Regions from separate parts of the Gossypium hirsutum genome. Here region 2 is linked to region 1. A link is a contact called in public Hi-C data. All regions are on one chromosome and are shown on one strand. Each heading gives the region's core, a stretch centred on a gene start, on an enhancer-like site or on the middle of the called end of the contact. The rest is flanking DNA. Distances are from core to core; before and after follow the strand shown. Region 1 holds the start of LOC107930109 (cyclin-dependent kinase C-2). Region 2 has its middle 17 kb from the start of LOC107930123.

Evidence for each region. Hi-C and Micro-C count contacts between places; a contact is called where the count stands out from the background.
Region 2: a Hi-C map of leaf shows a contact between it and region 1, with 2.3 times the contacts expected there. The contact joins the enhancer-like site here to the promoter of LOC107930109 in region 1. A contact is called at or near these places in 8 of 34 Hi-C or Micro-C datasets (leaf and petal).

What each region holds. Positions count from the first base shown.
Region 1 is chrA08:109,153,320-109,159,474 of Gossypium_hirsutum_v2.1, reverse strand. It overlaps LOC107930109 (cyclin-dependent kinase C-2), which reads left to right and starts at 2,445. Exons shown (of 12, transcript XM_016861677.2): 1 at 2,445-2,789; 2 at 2,942-3,023; 3 at 3,110-3,200; 4 at 3,337-3,366; 5 at 3,456-3,565; 6 at 3,690-3,762; 7 at 3,857-3,977; 8 at 4,635-4,752; 9 at 5,462-5,601; 10 at 5,841-5,898. The coding sequence starts at 2,680.
Region 2 is chrA08:109,251,553-109,257,707 of Gossypium_hirsutum_v2.1, reverse strand. No RefSeq gene overlaps it. Among protein-coding and RNA genes, the nearest start is that of LOC107930123, 17 kb to the left of the region's middle. Within about 2 kb of position 3,392, at least 3 of the 9 cell types and tissues checked have an H3K27ac peak or open chromatin away from gene starts, as enhancers often do. A contact at or near this core is called in leaf, where this site is marked.

The sequences.
Region 1 (6,155 bases), core at 1,196-3,695:
CATAATAACCAATAAACACATGAGATTTGAATTTAGTCCACAATTAGCCATACATGCCAAATTTACTAGATTTCTAATTATATTTAAACATAGATATATGAAATAAAAAAATAAAATAAAATAAACTAACAAGTTTCATATGAACTTACCTGTTCAAAATGTGAAAAGGGAGCATACTTTAGAGACTAATCCTCAATTGTAACTTTTCCCCGAATAACTTCACTTCGATCCAATTCTTGATCTATACAGTTATTTTATGTCACCAATCAATACCAAATATTTCCATACTATGCTATGATATGCATGATTCTATAGAAAATTTATTTTTAATTTCCCCTAAATTTTACATGTTATTCAATTTAGTCCCTAAACTTGGGATAAGCTTAACTTTCAATTCCTAGCTTCGGATTGAAATACGATTTCATATATTCTCATTAGAGCCTTATAGTTTTATTTATAATATGATTTCATGAAATTTTTTAAATTTATTCAAATTAGTCCCTACTGTAACAAAATTTAACAATAAGTTAAATTAACTTTACAATCTAGTCCTTTTCATATTCTAAGCTTAAAATTTATCAAATTCAAGCCCAATTCTTCAAGAAATCAACAATAAAAAATTTATAAAAATTTAATAGTTTCACAGTTTGGTACATGGTCTAGCTGAATTAAGCTCTCATGATCTCAAATTCATAAAAATTACAAGAACAAGAATTAAATTTACCTACCAAATCATGGCCAAATGATTTTAAGCTTCCTTAGGTTTTTCTTCTTCATGGATGGCAAGGAGATGAAGTTGAAGGATGGATTTCACATGTTTTCCCACTAACTTAGTTTTGTTAAAGTTTAATTAAACTAATCTAATTAACATAATCATGGTTTAATTAACTTAATCTAACTTTAATCTAACTTTAGTTGATTTTACCATCATCATCCACATTCTCCTATTTAAAAATGGTTCGATTGTCATTTAGGACCTTTGGCTAATTGCTATTTTAATCCTCAAACCTTTTGTCAATTAAAAATCTATAACGATTGAAACTTTACAATTTAGTCCCTGAGCCTTAATTAACTATTATTTCAGAAAAACTACTGGACCAATCTTTAATATATTTTATATTATCTCCATAAATATTCATATTAAATATTTTATATTATCTCCATAATTGAATATTTATGGACTCAGTTTATGGAAATGGAGTTTTGAAACTGCAATTTCTGATATCACTAAAAATCGAGTCGTTACAATCACCTTGCTTAATGCCCCTTATAGGTTAAATTAACTTGTGCGGGCCCCATTAGTAACAATATGATAAGACACTGTCTATATGCATTGCATAATTAAATTTATCCATTTCTCATCAAAGTCCATAGCACATAGAATTGCTCAAACAAAATTCAAATTTAACCTATCATGCGCCTTATTCGTTTCAAGTTTTAGAGCACTTATGCACCATTTTCCCTTCTTCTTCTTCTTTTTTATAAGATTTAGCAATTCTAATGCCATAACAACATTATCACTAATTTGGCTACCTTTGATGAATGCATTTCGAAACAAAGTGATGATCTCATTAAGGATGGACTAGATTCTCGAAATCAAAATCTTAGAAATAACCCTATAAACCATATTGCACAAGCTTATTGGGCGAAAATGACCCACCTTTTCTAGACATTTTCCTTATGGGATTGGCATAATGAACATTTTATTTAATTCCTTTAGTTGAGGAAGTTGAGCCGTGGATCTGAAACCAAATATCTACATCCTGCATTCGGTTCAAGTGCTTTAAGACATCTCAAATCAAACATTATTTTTATAACTTTCTTTTCTGTGAATGGAGAATTTAATAAATATTTTAGATTCTCTAGTATTGAGGAACCTCCAAACCAATTAAGAAATTATCAATTGATTGTGAACTATTTTGATTCGGTTGATTATAAATACTTATTTTTGGAGGGTTATAAATGCTTTTAAAATAGTCTTTAAAAAAATTTTAATATCATATTGGCATTCAAATAATTTTCCATTTTCACCTTTTTTGTAAGTATTGTGTTCGTGATAGTGGCGGAACCAGAAAATTATTTGGGTGCGGAACTAAATTATATATTTTTATAATAGTAACTATGTAATTTCATTATTTCAATAATTTATATATTTATAATTTTTAATGGATTAAATTAAATTTTTATCATTTTTAAAAAGACCAAATTATAATTTTTTCATTACTAATTTAAAAATTTTAAATTATAAAAATTTAAATTATAAAATTTTTATTTTAAAAGGACGGGACCTGCAAGCCCACTTGGCTCCGCCACTTGTTCGTGAGTCTTCTTTTATTTGCTAAGAAAATACGTGGTATTTTCAAAGAGAAGTTTAGACTTTAGTTTTGGGCCTAGTGATATTGGGTTGGGTTTAAATAAGCAAAGCAAATATTACAAGATAAGAAAAAGGAAAACCGTATTAGTATTTGAAGTTTGGGAAACAGGGCGAACGGGGCAATGCCTTTGGAATGTGGAATTGGGGAATTTGCATGCAATTAGGTATATTGAGAACCTCTGCTAGTGTGAGTTGTTCAAATCCGCCGCCGTTGATGTAGTCAGTATTCGGCCTTTCGGTTCAACTGCAGGGAATTGTGTGTTTATTTAAGTAGCTGCTAAATTGATTCTCAATCAAAGAATCAGATGGCGATAGCAGGGGCAGGGCAGCTTAATCTGAACGAGTCGCCCTGCTGGGGATCAAGAAGCGTCGATTGTTTCGAAAAGCTCGAGCAGATTGGAGAGGGTACCTACGGGTCCGTTCTTCTGCTTTCCCTTCCTCTTATTTTCAATTTAGGGTTTATGTTTGTTTCTCTATTTTTCTTAAATAGGGCGTTCTAATTTCTCTTTGCTTAATAACCATTCATTGCCAGTTTAATTCAATTTCTAGTACTATATGTTTTTGCAGCCAAGTTTACATGGCCAGGGAAATAAAGACCGGTGAAATTGTTGCTTTGAAGAAAATACGCATGGACAACGAGAGAGAAGGAGTATGTTCACGCCTTATACATTTATGTTTCATATAAATCAAAGAAATCATAGCTAAAAATTGCTCTTTCTCTACAAACTTGTACAGTTTCCCATAACAGCTATTCGTGAAATTAAAATTCTGAAGAAGCTCCACCATGAGAATGTAATTAAGCTCAAAGAGATTGTTACTTCTCCGGGTAATTATACGTGCTCGTCATTTTGCAATTGCCCCTTTGGCTTTTAATGCATTTATTGATTTGACTCCTACTTCTTAAAATTACTCCTTTAACCTTTCCTTCATATCTCCTGGTTTTATATTATTTTTAATTGTAGGTCCGGAGAAGGATGAGCAGGGGAGACCAGGCAAGTGTTGTACCATTCCTGATTAAGGTGTTATCGGCTCACACTTAATATTTGCTATGGTTTAACTCTTTCCCTTTTTTGCATTATAGATGGTAACAAGTATAAAGGTGGAATTTATATGGTTTTCGAATACATGGACCATGATTTGACTGGCCTTGCTGATCGACCTGGGATGAGATTTTCAGTTCCCCAAATTAAGGTAACCCATTTTATAGGCAAAAAGGATAGAGAAGAGAGAGAGAGAGAGAGAGAGAGAGAGGGAGAGCACTCTGCATTCAATCATCATAATTTTGTTCTTCTAACCATGCTACCCTTTCGTCCAGTGTTACATGAGGCAACTTCTTACTGGGCTTCACTATTGTCATGTAAATCAAGTACTTCACCGTGACATCAAAGGTTCTTACCTGCATACCTGATATCCCCTTGTTTAATATAATGTTGTCCCTGACTATGAAATCCAAATTAAGGTTCTACTTATTCATTGATGCAGGCTCAAATCTTCTTATAGACAACGAGGGTAACCTCAAGCTTGCTGATTTTGGTCTTGCCCGTTCATTCTCAAATGATCATAATGCAAACCTTACAAATCGTGTTATTACCTTATGGTACAGGTATGTGTCTTTTTATTCTTGGGTTGAACTGTGTTGATGAAACTTTTGGTGAGAGGACTAAGAGAATGGATGGATCATTTGGGTGATCGATCTGCAAGGACAGGAAAAGATATTAGGAGGGCATCGGAGTTTGGACTCCAGAGCACCCTCCGATGCTTTAGTCAGTATAGGTTCAACCGTTCAAGGACTAAGGGTTGAGTGAGATAGAAATTTAGCACGGTTTGAGAGCTTACCTTATTTAGTGAGTACCTTTCCATATTTATAGGTCTCTGTTCTCTGCCCAAAGACGAATGGGCAGATGTCCATACCTAATTTCCATCACGGGGAGCAGATCCTATCTTTTAGGGCCGTTAATTTCCTCATATTTCATATGTTCTTTGACTGAGCTAGAGAATTTCTGTAGAAGTTTCTTGATGCTAAAACTTTTAGCAGGTGTGAACACGGTGTTCACACAAGGGAAAATTCCTTTTGGGCCTGCGTGGCCTGGGCCTGTTAGGCTGATCCTTATTGGATCCTTCAGTCCTTGGTAGGCTGCTGAGCTATTTCAAGCCCGAGTTTGTGGAGTAATAACAAAGCGTATGCTAACAACCTTGAAATGTATTTAATGAAAAAAATACTAGTGCTGTGTTTCCTTCTCATTTTTGTTTATTTTCTCAGACCTCCGGAGCTGCTTCTTGGAGCAACCAAGTACGGTCCAGCTGTTGATATGTGGTCTGTTGGTTGCATCTTTGCTGAGCTCCTGCATGGGAAGCCTATATTTCCTGGAAAAGATGAGGTTAGTTGCTTTATTTTGGATTAAATGATTGAGTTTTATAGAAAGATACAACATAATCGAAGGTTGTTACATCTTATGCCCTGGAATATCCAATCAATGTTGTAGAATCCTGGTTGTATTGATAGCTGAGATCTTCTTTGATACTTGTAAAGTGTTCTGGTCATTTTTTTATATATTACTTCTTGATGATATAAGCGTCTAGAGATCTTACCTCTGAAGTTGAACATTTTGATGAAAACAAAAAGAAGCTCCCAAGAAGAAAATTGAAATAATAAATTTGAGCATTGATATCATCTCTTTTCTCCCAATTATCCGTATATCTGCCTTATGTTTTACTTATTTGCATATCTTTATTATTATTATTATTTTTTATGTAGCCTTTGCTAGAATATGAAAGTATAGTCGTTTCTCCATCTATCAGAGAATTATTTTCGTAAGAGGGATTACTGGTTTATTTGTATAGCCTTGTCTATGGTTTGTTGAAGTTTTGGATTGACACTAGATCTTACAAGTTATACCAGTACAGGGTTATCATGTTAAACTCTGGGTGAAAATTCACTCCTAGACACACACACACACATGCAAAATCATGTGCGTACACATGTACTCACTCATTTGCATATTGAAAGGTATTCCTATTTCATGGGCCTTTATCTGGTAATTGCTTGCAAGACTCCAGTATGAAATGCTGTACTGGTAATTGTTGCAGCCAGAACAATTAAACAAAATATTCGAGCTGTGTGGAGCACCAGATGAAGTCAACTGGCCTGGGGTTTCTAAGATTCCTTGGTACAACAACTTCAAGCCAACAAGGCCAATGAAGAGACGTCTCCGCGAAGTTTTTAGGCAGTAAGTTCACTTACACTGTCATGTAGCACTTTTCCCCCTTGAGAAGTTTTTAGTCATAATGCTGATATGTGGGATCAGGGAACTGATCCTTGGCCAATGTAACCTCCCATTGGTGTCATGTGCCTGGAACTTATTTATAGATATTGGTCTACTTATGCTGGCATGTGATATTTTAAACTCTCGAGTATTTTTTGAAATTTATCTTATCACTGACAGACATATCTGTCAATTTGCTATAGTTTTGACCGTCATGCTTTGGAATTGTTGGAGAGGATGTTGACTCTTGACCCTTCTCAGGTACCATTTGGTATATTTGTTTGCTTTATATTCATTTATGCTTCATAAGAATCACAGGATTCTTTTCTCTGCTTCAGGTGATCTTTCACTTTTAAATCATATGACTATTGAGTCTTTGACTTAAATCAGGGTTCATTTGCACAGGAGTTGTCTTCTCTCTAGCCTTTCAGATCAAAATAATTGGTTAAATGGATTAAACTGAGGAATTTGCTGTAGTTTTCTGTAGATATATATTTTTCCCAATCAAGCTGCCTATG
Region 2 (6,155 bases), core at 2,143-4,642, 97 kb before region 1:
TAGTTGGATAAGGTGAGGAAGTGAATCTCTTGAACATGTTCTGCTTTGGTGTCAAATGCTACAATAATCTGGAATATGATGGGTGTTGTAGTGCAAACTGATTCGGTGAAGAATTTTATTGCTTCTATGTTATCTATTTCTGATATTCGGCAGCGGGACGTTATTTTGGTGGTCTTGTGGAGTCTTTGGTTCCATAGGAACCTGTTAGTTTGGAAGAATAATGACCACCCTCCTTCGAAGATTGTAGAATTCGCAGTCACGGTCCTTCGAGATTGGCTGCTGCTATTTTGCACTGGGTCCGTGGTTGAAGTGTAATGTTGACGCCTCTGTCTGTCAAGATTCGAACACTACTAGTTTTGCGGCATTTATTCTTAGTGAAGTAGGTGAGTTTGTACAAGCTTTTCGGGCTTTGTTTCGGCTGTTTATGATCCTCGTTTGGCTGAGATTTTCTCTATAATGGAAGTACTCTGTTGGAAAAAATATAATTTTTGAAAACTTTGAGGCATATTTTCGATTGATAAAGGTAGAGAGTTGAAACATAAAATTATGGTTTTATATTCTTCTCCATAAGGTATTTACAACGGTATATCATATACTCAAAATGAATGAGTGATGAAAGAGAAATTGATGCTCAAATTAAGTAAGCCATTTTTGAATATTTGTTGGAGAAAAGAAAAACTTAGATCCTACATTGGTTAAATACCAAGTGTGAGATATACATATATCAGAACTCACTTAAGAATTATTGAAGGACTAAATTAATATTTTCCATTTTGCGTAGGAGGGGGTGTGAATCCAAATCCACGAGTTTGGGGGTGCACCGGCATGAACAAATTTTTTTTTCAACAAATATTATTAAACATCTGTTTTAAAATGACAAATATCTTAATTTGATTTGATTCAATCAAATTGATTCTCAAATTGATTTGATTTTATTCAAATTGATTTAAAGGCTCCTTTAATGCAGATTTGTATTTTTATTCATGAAATTTTCTAAAACTTCTTCATATTGAATATCTATAAAAGCCTAAAGAATACTGCAAAATTTTTTAAGAGACATACAACGAATTTATTTTACTCTAAAAAATTCTTTTCTTTTCTCTCTAAATTTTCAAATATTTTGGTAATAGAAGAAGATAAGGTTTGTTCGTTGATCACTACAGAGGTACTACTGCCGCGATCATTTTGTTGTAGTATCTTGCGAGATAGACAACCAACTTTTCCCAGTACAATATAGGAACAATCGAATCTGTCTTAAGGAAACTGTGAAAACAAGCTAGTAAAACTCGATTCCCTCATTCGATTTCTGATTTTTCAATATCTTATTTATTTAATTGTTTTCAGATATGATGTTTTAAATAAATATAAATATTTATTTAATTTAATTTGCTTAGATCTAGTGTTTTTATATAAATATAAATATTTGTTTATATTATTTATTATGATCTTATATTTAATATAAATATTTATATTTATATTTGTTCGCTAACGTGTTTTGTCTAACACTCTCTTGATTTAAAGGTTCAACATTTTGATAGGATAATTATCGGATTAGATTGCCTTGAGCTTGTCAATGCATTAACCTCTTCTGTTGTTAATAATTCTGAGTTTGGTATTATGGTTAGTGATTGTTTGCTATTGAAGGACTCCTTTCAACATCTTTCCTTTGGACGTGGCGGGATATTAAAAGGGCGGCTCATTTCTTTTTTAGGGTAGCTTTGTTCTATCTAGACAGGCATTCTTAGGATGTTATTTCCTTTGCTATTTCTTCCATATTAATTTCCGATGCTTATATTAGTTCTTGTGATAAATCTCAAAGAGTCATAGGAAAAGGTGTATTGAAAAAAACCTGTTGATTTGAGTATTAGTGATCCTCAAACTTGTTTGATGTGATACAGCTAAAATTTTTTATTAATTGAAACACATGGATCAAATTTATCAATGAAAAGAGAGTATACTAACACAATTTATTAGGTATCAATATAAGTTAAAACCATCTTAACGGTCAATTAAACTATCATAGAATGTGATGTATTGAAGATTACTTCAAATTCGTCAGTAAAAATCTAATTTACCTTGATAAAATTTACACATTCATCCGTATAGGATTTTTTAATTAAGGAAAAAAAAGTATAGTATTCATTATTCAAATGGTATATATAGCTAACTTTACTTTTATTTTTCCTAATCTCTCGTTTTTTTCTCCCATCTCATCTTTCTATTTTCAAACCCTCACTCCTCTCCTCCTCCAATAAACTTTGCGCAATCACTACATGAGAAGTTTCGTGTCCATAATTTGATTCATCTGCCAAGGCAGCCGCAGGTTGAATGGTGGCGAGCCCTAGGCCCGAGCCATGTGAAAATTAATGTTAATGCTGCATGGAATGCTAGCACGCGTACGACCGGACTTGGGTGTATAGCATGAGACGAGGACAATATGGTCTTGGGCAAAATGGCGATGAAAGCTTTTGATAGCTTCGACTCGACATGGGCGGAGGCTCGCATGACAACTTTGAGTCTCGTTTTGATTCACGACGAAAGTTGTTTTTGAATGGATTTTTTTTATAAAATTTTCTCATGTAATATTGGATTTATCTTTGTTTTACTAATTTATTTCAGAGGTAGATTTTGATGTTTCAGATTATTTTTTTACGTGTAGGCCAATTAAATAATATCAACAATATGCTTAGTTGTTTGGGCTTAAATTCTAAAAATGGGGTCTAATTTGGAGTGGGTTATTTCCACGAGCTTCATGATCTTACACTTGCGAATACTATTTGACTTGCTGAACGGAATTATCATTTGAAGCCTTCATTTCAAAAAAAGAAAATAATCATGATATAATCATAGTCTTCTAATTCAACAAACTCAATATCTAACTCGTGACTCACATTTCATCTATTAAAGTCGATTCTAGTAATGATTTCTTTATAACTCAAGAATCTAATGATGATTTTTTAAAAAATATTAATTCATTAATGATAAGTGATAAAAAGTGCATCAAAGAAATTTTTATTAAAAAAAAAAAACTATAACTTAGAGCTCTGACTGAAGAGATTAATTTTATAATTGATGTAACGGATTGGGAGCTAAACCTATCAACTTTTACCTTATTTTTTACTTGACTCTTTCCTTCTATTAGAAGAATCATTGTGAATACATTTCATACTTGTAGTTGGGTTTTGCAACAGGAGGGGCGTTGGTTTAAGATTGATGATACAATTTTTAGCTAAGCCTGAGACATATTATCCTATTAAATCTAAACAAAAATACAGTATATTAAAGGTGGAGTTGGAGGTTATCCCGTTCCATTGGATAAAAGTGGCCCGAAGCTAGTGTTGGGGATTGGGCCTATGGCTGATTTATATTGCAATGGCAAGGAACCTTGCTCTTATTACCGGAACCAAATCATAGTATCAAACCGGGAAACAGAAGCCATTGGCTGAAGTGGGCTGGCTTTTATAACAAATTTGTTTTCAAGGAAGTATAGACAGAAGGAAGGTGATGAGCAGCAGGATCACAAAGGGTTGCTTTATTGCTTTAAGGTCTATTTCCACGTCAGTTTCGTTGAGATTAGAATAATAAGATTCGATAATGTGGTACTGAAATTAAAATTAATAGTGTAATATATATGTTAAATTTAAATATAACAATTACAGTAAGGTAAATTATAATGAAAACGAAAAATGACTAAAAGTATAATTTTTAATATATGTAATTGATTATATATGTTATTATTATATTTATTTACATAGATTAAATAAAAATATTGCATATTATTTGAAATAAATTAACAAAACAATAAATATTATGAAGATATTATAAGTAAAAATGTTCAAATAAACTAGTTATTATAATTAGAAAAGAGAAAATGTATGATCATCAACTCAAGGAAGATAATAGGCATGATTTCTTTTCCAGTAGTGAGCGAAAAGCTAAAAAGTTGGTCAAAATATGCTTCTGATCCTTGAATTTTAACAAAACTTTAGATTTTATTGGTAAAAGCACCGTGGAGGCCCTTGTACTAAGAGTTGGATTGCATTTGCCCTCTCTAATAAAATTAGTAAATTAATCCCTATACATTAGAACAAATACAAAATTGGTCCTTCTAGCTAAATTTCATCCATTTTTACCGTTAAAAACTAGTCCCTGTACATCGACATGAGGTACACATGGCATGCCATTTGTAGTTGTCTAGTTATTCTGTTAGTCATTCCTATTTTTAACAATAGAAATGGAGAAAAATTTTGAAAACCAAGCCAATTTGTGATATTTATAGTAATAAACCAATTACTGAATTTGCACCTATGTTTTCAGCTAGATGGATCCTTATCGTTCCAAGCTTTCAACTAAACAACTTTCTTCACTATTATTGTAGTACGAACAGCTTCGAGTGTGGCCTCGAATGATTTGAATCAAACCCAAAACCAAAAATAGTTCTATTAACTTTTAGTGTGAAAACAAAAATTCTCTTCTCAAATAGAAACAACAAAATTGTTATTCCAGAAAATAAATTTAATACTTTGATAAGAAAACTCTCTATTTTTGGGCAGAGTAATCGTAATAGCCCATTTTTAGAGAAATCGAAACAGTGGTTTTGGGACCACAAATCTGATTCCGAAAAGAAAATTTATTTTAATATTATCTTATGGTCTATAATATGATAATAATGTTGTGTGAAAATTTCGTAAAATTTTTTTATCGATTATGTGCTTAATTGTGAAAAGGACCAAATCGCATCAAATGCAAAAGTTGAATTCTAGTAGCTATAAGAATCAAATAGCTATGGAATTCAAAATTTGAGGTCCTTATATGGAATTAGACCATTAATGAAAAGTTAGTAGATATTTTTGGATGATTTATCCATGGAAAATTAGAAAAAGGCTAAGGACTAAATTGGAAAGTGATAAAACTAAAAGATGATAAATAATTAAATAGAAATGAAAATCATTTTATATCATCTTCTTCCCCAAATATTCCATAGAAACCTTGGGAAAGAGAAAGCAAGCTTTCTTGGCCAAATTAGGTAAGTATTCAAGACTCGTTTTTAGTAATTTGTATATTTTTGAAACTGGGATAGCTTAATCTATCTATTTGGGGGATCAATTTGAAATTTTATCAAAGTATAGAAATTATGTCATGGATGAATATGCTGAAAATTTGAAATTTATGGTAGAATAAGAAAGGTTGTTGATAGATAAATAACTTTTACAAAGTGATTTTTGATGAAAAATTATTTAGGAACTAAAATGTAAAGTTGTGAAAATTGAAGAAAAATTTTGAATTTTATAGAATACATGTGCTGTAAATTTTATATTGAATTTTTGGTTAGGCTTGGAATAAGGAGTAATCTGCATAAATTTCATTTTCTGAGCCTAAAGACGAGATCGTCATTTATTAAAAGTTTAGGGGTAAAATGGTAATTTTTCCTAAGATGTGAGTTGGAATGAATTGAGTTTAAATTATATTAAATTTATGTTAAATTTACTCGTATAGATCCGGATAGACCAAATTTGGAGTTAGAACGAGGAAAAGAGAAAAATGTCGAAATAGTAGATTTTACATATACAAACATTTGTCGAGGTAAGTTCGTGTAACTAAATTGTGCATATTTATATAATTGAATTTAATGTTGTGTTTTCGAATTGTACAAATATCATATAAATAAGACATTGAAAATATATCTGACAAAGCCCGATCAATGATAATGTCCGATAAATGATAAATGATAAAAATGTTACTTTTATGCTTGAAATGAATGTGAGATGTGTTTATTTGAATTTTATGAATGTTATAGATGTATAAAATAATTACATGCTTGCTAATGCCTGAAAAATGTTAAACCCAATTTAAATAAATGAAAATCGATGGATAAGTGTGATTTCCCTTATTGAATGAGGTCCTTCATTTGTTGTTGACGGGATTTAGCTCAGACGAGTAATCCTATTGACCTCATTACAAAAAGGATTCAGCCTAAACTGGTAATCCTGATATAAGTCCTCTCGAGTATATGTTATGGATTGGATTTAGTCCGGACGGGTAATCTAGATCAAGCTCTTTAGAGCATATGTCATAAAAAGGATTTAGCGTGAATTGATAATCCTATTGTAGACATGTGTGGCTCGAGAGTGTACTCTCTGAGATAGTACCTTATT